Regions from separate parts of the Lactuca sativa genome. Here region 1 is linked to region 2. Evidence: chromatin contacts called from public Hi-C data. All regions are on one chromosome and are shown on one strand. The core of a region is the stretch at or near the end of the contact, and the rest is flanking DNA. Distances in the headings are between cores, read along the strand shown. Region 1 holds the start of LOC111876265. Region 2 holds the start of LOC111876261 (probable pectinesterase/pectinesterase inhibitor 61).

Region 1 (5,691 bases), core at 2,389-4,888, 180 kb before region 2:
GTGTAATCACCTCACCTGCTCTTTTCGAAGACATTCCAGTTTCAACTTGTACAACTTAACATATCGTCTTTTTCTGCCTCTGTAAAGTAAAAGATTTTTAAGGGTTTAAGATTTCAAGCATTCCATGCACACATCAAATGGTAGATCATAGATGAATAAAGAACAACTTACAGACGTTCTCCTAGGTATTTCCATGAAGTTTTCTTCATTCGTTTACGAACATCAGACAACACAGAGTTTTGAGCATAATGCCACCATTGTATCTGCCACCCCAAAGGTCTATCTGATATAGGTATCCCCCAAGGGCGATATCGTCCATATCTAAAAGACCAATGTCCCATCTTTCACAATCTGAAAGTGTAATTAAAAAAGGATAACACCAACATTCCACTTACTTCTCTCTTAGCCGACAGGTGCATAGATAATCATACAGATACAGTATTTGCTGCAATTGATCTTCATCAAGGGACAAAACCTATAAGTCGGACATGTCAGTTAAATGTTATTTATGAAATTTGACATAATACAAGTTAAGAAACTAACCAAGCCAGATAACTCGATATCAACCGAGTATTGTGCTGCATTATTCTCGAGCCTTCCAGACCTGTTCACCTGCAAAGTACAACAGTAAAAACCTAACTAATGTGCAGTAGAAAATTGTTATGAGATGACGCAATTAGAGCATGACTTGCATACCGAAAGAGAAGCAGATACATCAACTGGGGACAACAAGTGAACATGTTCATCATTTTCAAAGCTTGCAGCAACCATTGACATGGAGTCTTCACCATTGTTGGTATACAGATCTTCAGCAGATCCATGAAAGGTTTTACAGTAGATTTCCAAACCTTGTATCTCAACAAGTTTGTTTACTTGGCCAGCTCTCACCTTTCCATTTAATACCCTGAAATTTTATTAGAGTAATTCAGAGTTTTAAGTAGTTGATAAACTGAGAAAAGATCAATTGGACAGATGACTGTAAAAATCAAAGTGTGCAATCTATTTTTCTTTGGAAATACTACATACAACAACATGATTGTAGAGAAAAAAAGAGATACCCAACAAGATTTTGCTTCATTGCAGTCAAACTAGCCAACTTCAAACCAAATACAGTCTGTGCCTTGTCATTTGAAATATCTCTATATACGACATGGACATTCCTGATGGTGACTTGAATGCCATCAATAATCTGGAAAGCATGACGGAATTAAAAAAACCTTAAGTTTAATGAAAACTTATTACATGATAAGTAACCCTAACAAGCAACAGAAACACAGGCGTAAGTGTTTATGATTTTATCATTATTAACAAGTTAAATCAACATGGAATCTCACTACCTTCGCAGTAATGTATGAAATAAATGATTTCCCAGTTTGATTATCATTATCTGCAGAACAACAGAATATATTAGCACCAAAAATGTGAAAAAATATTTGCTGTTTTTATGCAAAAAAAAAAAAAAAAAAAAAGTTGTGTCCCAGAATGTCACCAATCCCATATCTCCATATACGACAAACAGCATTTCTTCACCTGCTTTTTCCATTAATTATCATCACTTAATATCTGCAAACTTGATTGAGGTCTAGTTTTTTTCTTTATTTTGCCCTCATTAAGGAACATTTTAGATATTTGACCAATACCCAACATTTTTATTGTATATTGTCAAATCAAACTTATCTTCTTGGGATGAAAGAAGTAGATAAATAAACAGTGAATATAACTATGATTAACTAACACTCACTTTTACCTACAACTATTAAAAAGTATAGTAAAAGGATGATCTTAAACAACTCTGGAAGATCTAAGAAATTTTAAAACCGACAACAGTGAAGAAAAAGCTGCCAAATTTATATATAGGACAGACAAAACATGGTTGCATTTTCACTAAACTACAAAGATTGGACTTCTCTAGATACATGGATGCATATCATTCTAATGCACAATGAAAAACAGGAGTTATAACAATGTAACCTATAGCTATAGGTGGATAGCAGTCACTCACCACACACACGTTGTGATAACTTTGCCAGTTCTGCTGTAGCAAGTTTGGCCTTTTTTCCAGCAAATTCTCGTCTTTCAACATCATCAACACTCCACTACAAAAAAAATAGCTGTTTAAATTAGTTTTTTTGTGGTAAGCTGACCTGGCAGGGAAACCCTGGGCCCATGCAATGTAAAGTTATCTAATATGATGGAGATGTACAATACTCATATCTTGATATGAGATATCACTTACCTCTTCATCCTCACGTTGAGAGGCACAAACTAATATATCCTCCAAAATTATTATAATAGGGTCCCACCCAAGCTTTTTCCAAGGAATTCTAATGCTTAGCCTCCCAACCCGACCTATCAAGCACTCACAAATGTTAAATCATCACAGCCATAGCTCAAACATGAAAAACCACATCCCAGAAATAACAAAGTAAAATAAGTATTGCAAGTTTAAGGTTGATATCGATCACCTTGCTTTAGAGCAAATGGAAGTTCTAGATAATCAAAAGCTTCTAGAATTAACTCCACATTTTCTAAGAACACTTCCTCTGCATTAAAGGGAGCGTAAAAAGTCAATAGTATAAGAAATTCATTGCATATGGTCAACCATTAATGTGGTAACAATGGTATGAGTATTCTGCTTATGTTGTTATACCCTTCAAACTACATAAATGTAGATGAATAAAAAGTAAATATATTGTGCTGATAATAGTGAAAGTAGCAAGCCATTAATAACAAACTAAGTCAAAAAAAGGTCATGATAGAAACTGGTGACTTACCATTCCACAGTGTGATCTTGAGTTGTTCTCTGTGTATATCTTTAATATATTGGCCAAGATAACCTAATATCAGCTGCCTTACTAAACCTTCAAACATTTCCTATACCAATTATCAATTCAGAACATAAATAGTCTATAAAACTTCAATGTTAGTACAGTTAAACCATTATGATTGGCAAATTGAATTGGTAGTTAAACCATTATGATGATAACTGCGTCAATAAAAATACAAAAATGCATCAACATCACAGTAATGTATTACCTAAGTCAGCAACCTCCGTGCCAAATTAGCATGGGGCTACTATATGATCAAATGACTGACATTCATGAGTTAACCTAAGCAAAAAAAAATCAAAATCAGAAACAAAAAGAAGATGCTTAAGTATATAACTACCAAAAACCCTAACTGATAAATTACAGATAGAAAATCGGGCTACAGAAAACAGTATCAACACATGACATGCAACAAAGAACTGTGTTTGCATCCGTGGTCAATACAGGTAAGAAGGCTATGTTAGAGGAAACGGCGGTGGTTGAACCATAAGAAGATGCGATTTAAGATGAAGAATTAACATATAGGAAGAGGAAAAGAAGACGGAGAGAGAGGTGGTGATGTGTCTAAGTAGTGGATGCCGGAAGAAGGGCGGGACGGCGAAGGAAGAGAGAAGAGAGAGAAGATTACCGATTTAGGAGTCTGCCTTCGAGAAGACGATGAAGAATTGGAGGGTTTCTTTTTCAAATTCTTCGAACACAGGAATGTGAAACGACGCACGAGCAATGAGCTTGTGATTATAGACGTGAACAAGAAGCATCAGAATTGCCGATGCCAAAACAGTTTAAAAAAAGGGGTTTAAAAGGGGGCGAATTGCGGTGGTACTTGTGTCTCTTTCTCTCTATTTCTGATTTATGATCAGATTTAAGTTAAAGATATTTATTAAACTAATCGTGTTTAACAAAAATAATCCAAAAAACCTATGATTTAAAAAAATATTACCAACAAATAATACATATGGTAGGCTATATAAGGGAAAATGACTCTGGAGAGTAACTAACTATTGTGTTTGTTTTCATTTGATCCTTTTTTTTGTATTCAATATATCATCGAACTTGTAGTTTGTGTTCACCATAACCTTTTGATCGAGTATCTGACTTGTGATACTCGATCAAAAGGTTATGGTGAACACAAACTACAAGTTCGATGGTATATTGAATACAAAAAAAAAATGACCAAATGAGAACAAACGCAACAGTTGGTTACCCTCTTGAATCATTTTCCTCAAAAAGTTAAATGAAATTAAAGTTGCAAAATTATCAAATATTGCAACCTTCTTTGGCCATAACGTATATGAAAAGCGTTTCGGATGGGTAACTTCGTTAAAACATTGTCTATGTTATACTTATTGTGATTAGCTGTCAACACCTCTCTACAAAAGGATATGATTGTATATGAGAGGTATATTTATCAGCATAAACGTTTACCTCAATGTATATTATGGTGATGTGTCTGTAAAAGCTGCATGATATTGTACATATTGATGTTGTATCTTATCCCATGAATTCGATCTTAAAGCTAAGTAAACTAAAAAATCAAAACACTTGTGATTCCACTCGTTTGTAGACTTGTCTAGAGTCCATTATATGATAAATCATTTGATTAGAAATGTAAATGTAGTCATGAAATGCAGCTGCTTAGTCAAGATTCCCCTAATAAATATTCAAGTGCATTACAAAGTTGTACATGTATGAATAATGTTCTTTCGTGGATTATGTTTTGAAGAGAAGCAAAAATGAAGTTCATAAAGTCATTAATATCAGCAAGAGATGATGTGAAATTTGTTGTAAATGAGTAAAGGGAAAATGAATCAGGAGGGTAACCAACTGTTGCATTTATTCTCATTTGGTCCCTTTTTTGTACTCAATATACCATCGAACTTGTTGTTTGTGTTCACCATAACCCTTTGACCGGCAATCACGGGTCAAAAGTCGGTCAAAAGGGTTATGGTGAACACAAATAACAAGTTTGATGGTATATTGAGTACAAAAAAAAAAAATGAAAGGGACCAAATGAGAACAAACGCAACAGTTAGTTACCCTTAAGAGTCATTTTCCCGGCTATATAATAATAATTTATCGACAAATTTCTTAAAAAATATTACCATATGTATCACTTGTTAAATTTATTATTATATAGTATATAATAAGTGATACATATGGTAATATGGAATCGTGTTTAACAAAAATAATCCAAAAAAATTATGCTTAAAAAATATTACCAACAAGTGATACATATGGTAGGCTATATTTTCGGCTATGGTTATCATTTTTCTACTAGTAATTTGATGGGTTTTGGTCCTAAGAACATCCTATGTGCTCATACAAACCCTAATGTTTGGATCTAGGTTTCTCTATTGTACATGCAAGTTATCCAAGACTATAAACCCTAATTCTAGCATACAAGTAATCATATTAACATAAGAATAGGTTTAAGATGTTACCTTGATTGTTATGTAGTAATAACAATCCCAAATCTCCTTGTATTGACTTTAGAAAGCCTAGAGCCACAAATGTCACTCCTCTAATGGTTCACAAACACCAAGAGCAAGAGGATGAAGAGGAGAGAGGATGGAGGCTGCCCAAAAACATGTGAAACCCTATAAGAAGTCTTAGCCACGTTTTTGGGTCATAAGGGTCTTATATATAGTGAGGCTATTAGGGTTATCTAACAAGGAAACCCTAATTTGGATGCTTAAGCCCTAAGCAACCCATAGACTCCTTTAATTAGGGCCTTGGACGATTTCCTTATGGGTTTCCCCATAGAATTCGTCCACTCCTTAATATAAGGCAATCCATGGCCCAAATTGCAATTATCTTATAATTACAATTCCAGTCCCTTAAGTTTAATTAATCTCTTTTAGTC
Region 2 (5,585 bases), core at 136-2,635:
GAATCACCACTCTAGGGCCAAAAAGTGTCTTAAAAGAGCAAAAGTCTAGATCTATAGGATGGAGTGATCAAGATGCTAACTTTTTACATTCTAGAGGTTGCTATCAAGGAAGAAATCACAGATCAAAGGTGCTTCCCAATTCAAAGCTCTTCACACCACACTCTTTACCTTCAAGAACACTTCTAAACACTCAAATTGGCTTCAAAAAGGCACTCTTTCACTTAGGGTTTGCTTGTGGTCGATCTCACAGAAGGAGGCTGAAGAAGGAAGGGGGCATGAGGTTATAATGACATTTATATTAGGGCCGAAACCTAAAAAATTAGGGTTTGGACATCATGTGCATACGCCCTGCGTACGAGGTGTACGCCCAGCGTACTAAGGTCCACCCTGGTACGCTCAGCGTACGCTTCGTACGCCCAACGTACTAACCCAAAGTCCAAATTACTATAATGCCACTAAGGGCCAATTTTCCAATTCCAATGGCTAAAATATAACATTATTCAAACATAGGGTCAAGATTGAAATTACTTTGACATCGGGATGTTACAAGTTTTTTTTTCTCATTTTCAACACCTAACATCTCTAAACATCTTAGAGTCAAGTTCAAAGGATGATAATAATTAAGATTTATTCAAAGAATTTCACACTCTAATCCCAAATTACCATTTGAAGTAAATGAGATTGGTCATTTTCAAGTTAAACACGCGAATGCAAGTCAAATAGGGAGGTGTTCATACCTTCGAGAATTAATTTCTAGGCATGGATTCTTCTCCAATGCATAAATATGTGTTTTCATTTAAAACCCCCATTTGGTTTAATTATTCTTTCAAGAACACACATTCTACTCCTTCCCTTGATCGACTAACTCAAAACACTAAGAGGGCTTCCATATCTACTTTCCCCTTTCACAAATTTAGCTACCAAACTTGTTAGATTTAAAGTATTACCCTAATGACCAACAGTCGGTTTCCTTACTTCCTAGAGAGAAACTGGGTGTTAAAAAATATTATCAATATTTCACTTTCATTAAATTAAGGTATTAAGCCCAATATAGCTATGTTTCCTTAGTTACTCACATAGGATTTGGTTAACCACTTATTCTTTCAATATTACGATAAATATTTGTTCTCATAATTCTCACCGATTTTTAAGTAATCATCCAATCTATATATTAACACTGTATGAAAGAGGAGTAGAGAGAGAATTTAAACGAGATAGATAGCCTGTGACTTCTCCCGATTGGTGGCAACACGTTGTTCGGATCCATTTCACAAACGATACCACTAAAAAGTCGACTAAAAAGTGTCGACTCATCCCACCCTAAAATCATATCATAAAATTTTATAAATCAAAACAAACTAAATTTCTCGTGGTCCAAGTAAACAGTCATCACTAAATAGTGTCGACTATGCCCACCCTTTTGTATGTATGTATGTATATATTTATATTCATTCTTTCTCCGATTTGACCCTCTCGATCATCATCCCCAAATTAATCCTCTCTCTTCTGCAACCAATCGTTCAGAATCTAAGAATAATCATGAATTACGGTAGGCTTGAAGCAAAATCACAATCCGATGCTGAATTGACGCAGGATCATTACGCCACTAGTTCATCAGAACCACTTGAACCAACCCCCAAAAGAAGGTCCAGGCTAAAGCTCCTTCTTCTCATAGTCGGATTCACACTCATTATCGCGTCGGCGGTATCTGTGACACTAGTGGTGGTCCTCCGAAGTAAAGACTCCGGTGGTGGATCCGGCTCAATGACCCACCGGCAGCCGACGAAAGCCATATCACGAGTCTGTAGCCGTACACTTTACCAGAACCTGTGCGTCAATTCGCTTGTCGATTTCCCGGGTTCACTCATCGCATCGGATAAGGAACTGGTTCACATTTCAGTCAACATGACGCTTCATCATGTCGGGAAGGCGTTGTATACGTCTACCGATCTCAGCAACCTGGAAATGGACGGACGTGCACGGTCGGCATACAACGATTGCCTCGAGCTTCTGGAGGATTCCGTTGACCAGCTCACACGCTCGCTAACTTCCGTCGCCCCTTCCGGTGACGGTGACCCGCAGCGCCTAGGATCACCTGAAGACGTGATGACGTGGCTCAGCGCGTCGCTCACGAATCAAGACACGTGTACGGACGGTTTGTCGGAGACGGAGGAAGGAGAAGTGAGGAATCAGATGCGAGAGAAGCTTAAGGACTTATCGGAGCTCGTGAGCAATAGCTTGGCGATATACTCATCATCTGATGACGACGAGGACGAGGATGCAGATGGAATTCCGATACAGAACCGGCGGAGGAGGAGGTTAATGTCATCAGCAGAAGAAACCAGTAAATTATCACCGCTACCGGAATTTCCAGTGTGGGTGAGGAAGAAAGAGAGAAGATTGATACAGACGCCGGCGTCCCTAATTCAAGCCGACATAGTTGTGTCCCAAGACGGCAATGGCACGTGCAAGACGATCAAGGAGGCGATCAAAAAAGCACCTGAGAATAGTAATCGCCGATTCATCATCTACGTGAAGGCTGGAAGGTAAAAAACACACGCACTTTCTTTTCTTTTCAATGTCACTTTTCAAAAGGGCATTTTAGTTTGGTCCAGTTACAGTAATACCACTGTCAGTTTTCTCGTAGTCAACGGTAAAAATCTCGTACGTTTTTAAATATTAAATAATACTATAAAAGAGAGACAAGTAATTAATATATAGAAGTGGATGATTGGATATTTGGCATGTAGTTATATTATTATTATTTTAATTTTATTTTTTCAAATAATATTCACATATACAACTTAATAAATAATAAATAGGATTTGACGCATGGTATATAAAAACAATTAAGTTTGGTGCGGGCTAATTATAACGTAAGCAATGATTCCGACATTGAAGTCGTAATGCAAATTATTACTATTATTTTCATAACCTTTTTTGTTTGTTTGTTATTTTGAAGGTACGAAGAGAAAGAATTAAAGGTAGGAAGGAAGAAAACGAATTTGATGTTCATAGGCGATGGTATGGGCAAAACGGTCATTACAGGAGGAGTGAGCGTTGCTGATAACGTGACCACATTCCACACTGCTTCTTTTGGTAAATATAAAACCCGATAGCCCATGTCCTGAATTGTCATTTTCAACTTTTGCTTCCTTTCCATGTGCGTTGTTCCATCATTTCACTAATCATTTGTACCCCATGCATGTAAAGTTGTACATTAAATAAACATTTGACTTGCAGCTGCCACCGGAGCAGGGTTCATGGCACGTGACATTACGTTCGAGAACTACGCCGGTGCCGCAAAACACCAAGCTGTAGCACTCCGAGTGGGTGCAGATAAGTCGGTGATTTACCGATGCAACATAATTGGATACCAAGACTCGTTATACGTACACTCACAACGACAATTCTATCGTGAATGTGACATTTATGGAACGGTGGATTTCATTTTCGGCAACGCCGCCGTCGTCATCCAAAACTGCAATATCATTGCCCGGAAGCCGATGGATCAACAGAAGGTGACAATCACGGCCCAAAACCGGAAAGACCCAAATCAAAACACCGGGATCTCGATCCACTCATGTAAGCTTTTAGCCCAACCGGATCTTTTGGCGTCAAAGGGAAGTATCCAAACGTTCCTTGGTCGGCCATGGAAGATGTATGCCCGGACAGTGTACTTGTTAAGCTACATGGGTGATCATATTGACCCGAAAGGTTGGCTGGAATGGGACGGGTCGTTTGCACTGGATACATTATACTACGGGGAATATATGAATTACGGGCCGGGTGGGGCTATCGGGCAACGGGTCAAATGGCCGGGTTATCGGGTGATTACATCGGCTATTGAGGCAAACCGGTTCACTGTCGGGAAGTTTATATATGGATCGTCATGGCTACCGGCCACCGGAGTTGCTTTCTTGGCAGGTTTATCGGAGTAATTAATTGATGTGTATTAGTTCGATTTATATTTATATTATACTATGATTTAATTATACAGGGCATAATTATAGTGATGACTTATGAGATCTGCTAATTCTTTTGAAAATTAGAATAACCCAGAAGTCTCACATACGGTATAAAATGTAAAAGGGTAAATTTGGTTGGTTGCGTGTGGGGTGTGTGATAATGAAATTTGTACCATTTATGAATTGCTATTGTCGGTGGCTTTATTTTCTATACTGATTGTGATTTCGTAAAGGCTCTTTGTAGTTATGTCTATCATGCAGATGTTCATGATTAGCTAACAAAGGTTTTCTTTTTGAAATTTGTACCTATAAAGTTGTTAGAAGATAAAGGAAAAAATATCTAGAAGAGTAAAGTTAATTTTAGTCGTATTTTTATAAGATGATACAATATCTAGAAGAGTAAAGTTTTATGCGTATGTTTATAAGATGATGTATAAGGTTTCAAATAATATGAAATGTTTAACATGAAACACAAGTATATAAACATAAAGCTTTTAACCAAGTGTTACCTATACAATTTTCAGTGAAATGGTATCACTCTTAAATTGCAAAGCATACTGCGGTCAAAATATTACAAAATAATAAACAATTAAAAATTTAAAACATAACAAAACACGAGAAGGGAGAGGGGGACAATTCTCAAACAACTTAGGTAGTAGTACTGTACACAATTGACAATACCACTCCAGCACGGACAATACCACCCCAACTCCAGAGCCTAGCAACTATATAATGTGTCCGAAGTCAGAACGTAATAAAGGCACCAAATCACCTCACCACACGCCACAACTCTTCCATCAAGATTACGTGCCTTCCAAAAAAAAATTTGCCCTAATAAACGCCTGAAAAAGAGACAGTACCATGCATGAATAAAGTAGACAATCTCTCCTAACCAACATTATAAATATGTTCTCCATAGGAGGTATCAATAAGCAAGAGCTCACTCTCAAATTCTCTGTATCACTCTTATACACTCTCTTGAGTGTACATCTCTACTTTTGGCGTCAAAACATAATCACGGGTCACAACCCTAAATTACGGCTAATTACGACGGACCATACTACTATTTATGATCAACGTGTATAGGATTCACCAACCTACCTCAAAAAGACTATGTTATCTAACCTTCTGTAACGACCCAAAAATCAAGGGTAAAAAATTTCATTTTTAATATAGCTGAAACATTGATGTCATTTATTTCAAACATTCAATTCATCATTAAGTAAAACATTTATCAGAGTTCATCCCAAAATCATTCATTGTGGAAATCATAGGTGTGTGCACTGCGATCAATCCGAACTCTTCCTTTCCAAATCGATGATACCTGAAACCAAAATTGTAAACCGTAAGCATAAAGCTTAGTGAGTCCCCCAGAGCATACCCCACACACAATCCACATAATACATACCATATTAGCTATAAAAGCTACATATATCACATAAGCCATACATACAAACATATGGGTTGCCATGGAAACCCTCCACGGTCTTATAGCATGTGCCATGGGAACCCCCACATGGTCACAATCCACTGCCATGGGAACCCCCACATGGTCACAATCCACTGCCATGGGAACCCCCACATGGTCACAATCCACTGCCATGGGAACCCCCAGGG

What was found. A called contact is a pair of places that touch in the nucleus more often than the background predicts.
Region 1: a Hi-C map of leaf shows a contact between it and region 2, with 3 times the contacts expected there. The contact joins the promoter of LOC111876265 here to the promoter of LOC111876261 in region 2. A contact is called at or near these places in 2 of 4 Hi-C or Micro-C datasets (leaf and seed).

Annotation. Positions count from the first base shown.
Region 1 is chr8:7,179,445-7,185,135 of Lsat_Salinas_v11, reverse strand. LOC111876265 reads right to left here and starts at 3,638. Exons shown (of 42, transcript XM_023872820.3): 1 at 3,457-3,638; 2 at 3,037-3,110; 3 at 2,775-2,874; 4 at 2,466-2,543; 5 at 2,237-2,349; 6 at 2,003-2,096; 7 at 1,338-1,387; 8 at 1,059-1,189; 9 at 697-904; 10 at 544-612; 11 at 396-475; 12 at 172-321; 13 at 16-79. The coding sequence starts at 2,871.
Region 2 is chr8:7,001,714-7,007,298 of Lsat_Salinas_v11, reverse strand. It overlaps LOC111876261 (probable pectinesterase/pectinesterase inhibitor 61), which reads left to right and starts at 1,385. Exons shown (of 3, transcript XM_023872805.3): 1 at 1,385-2,546; 2 at 2,963-3,099; 3 at 3,244-4,151. The coding sequence starts at 1,429. The coding sequence ends at 3,941.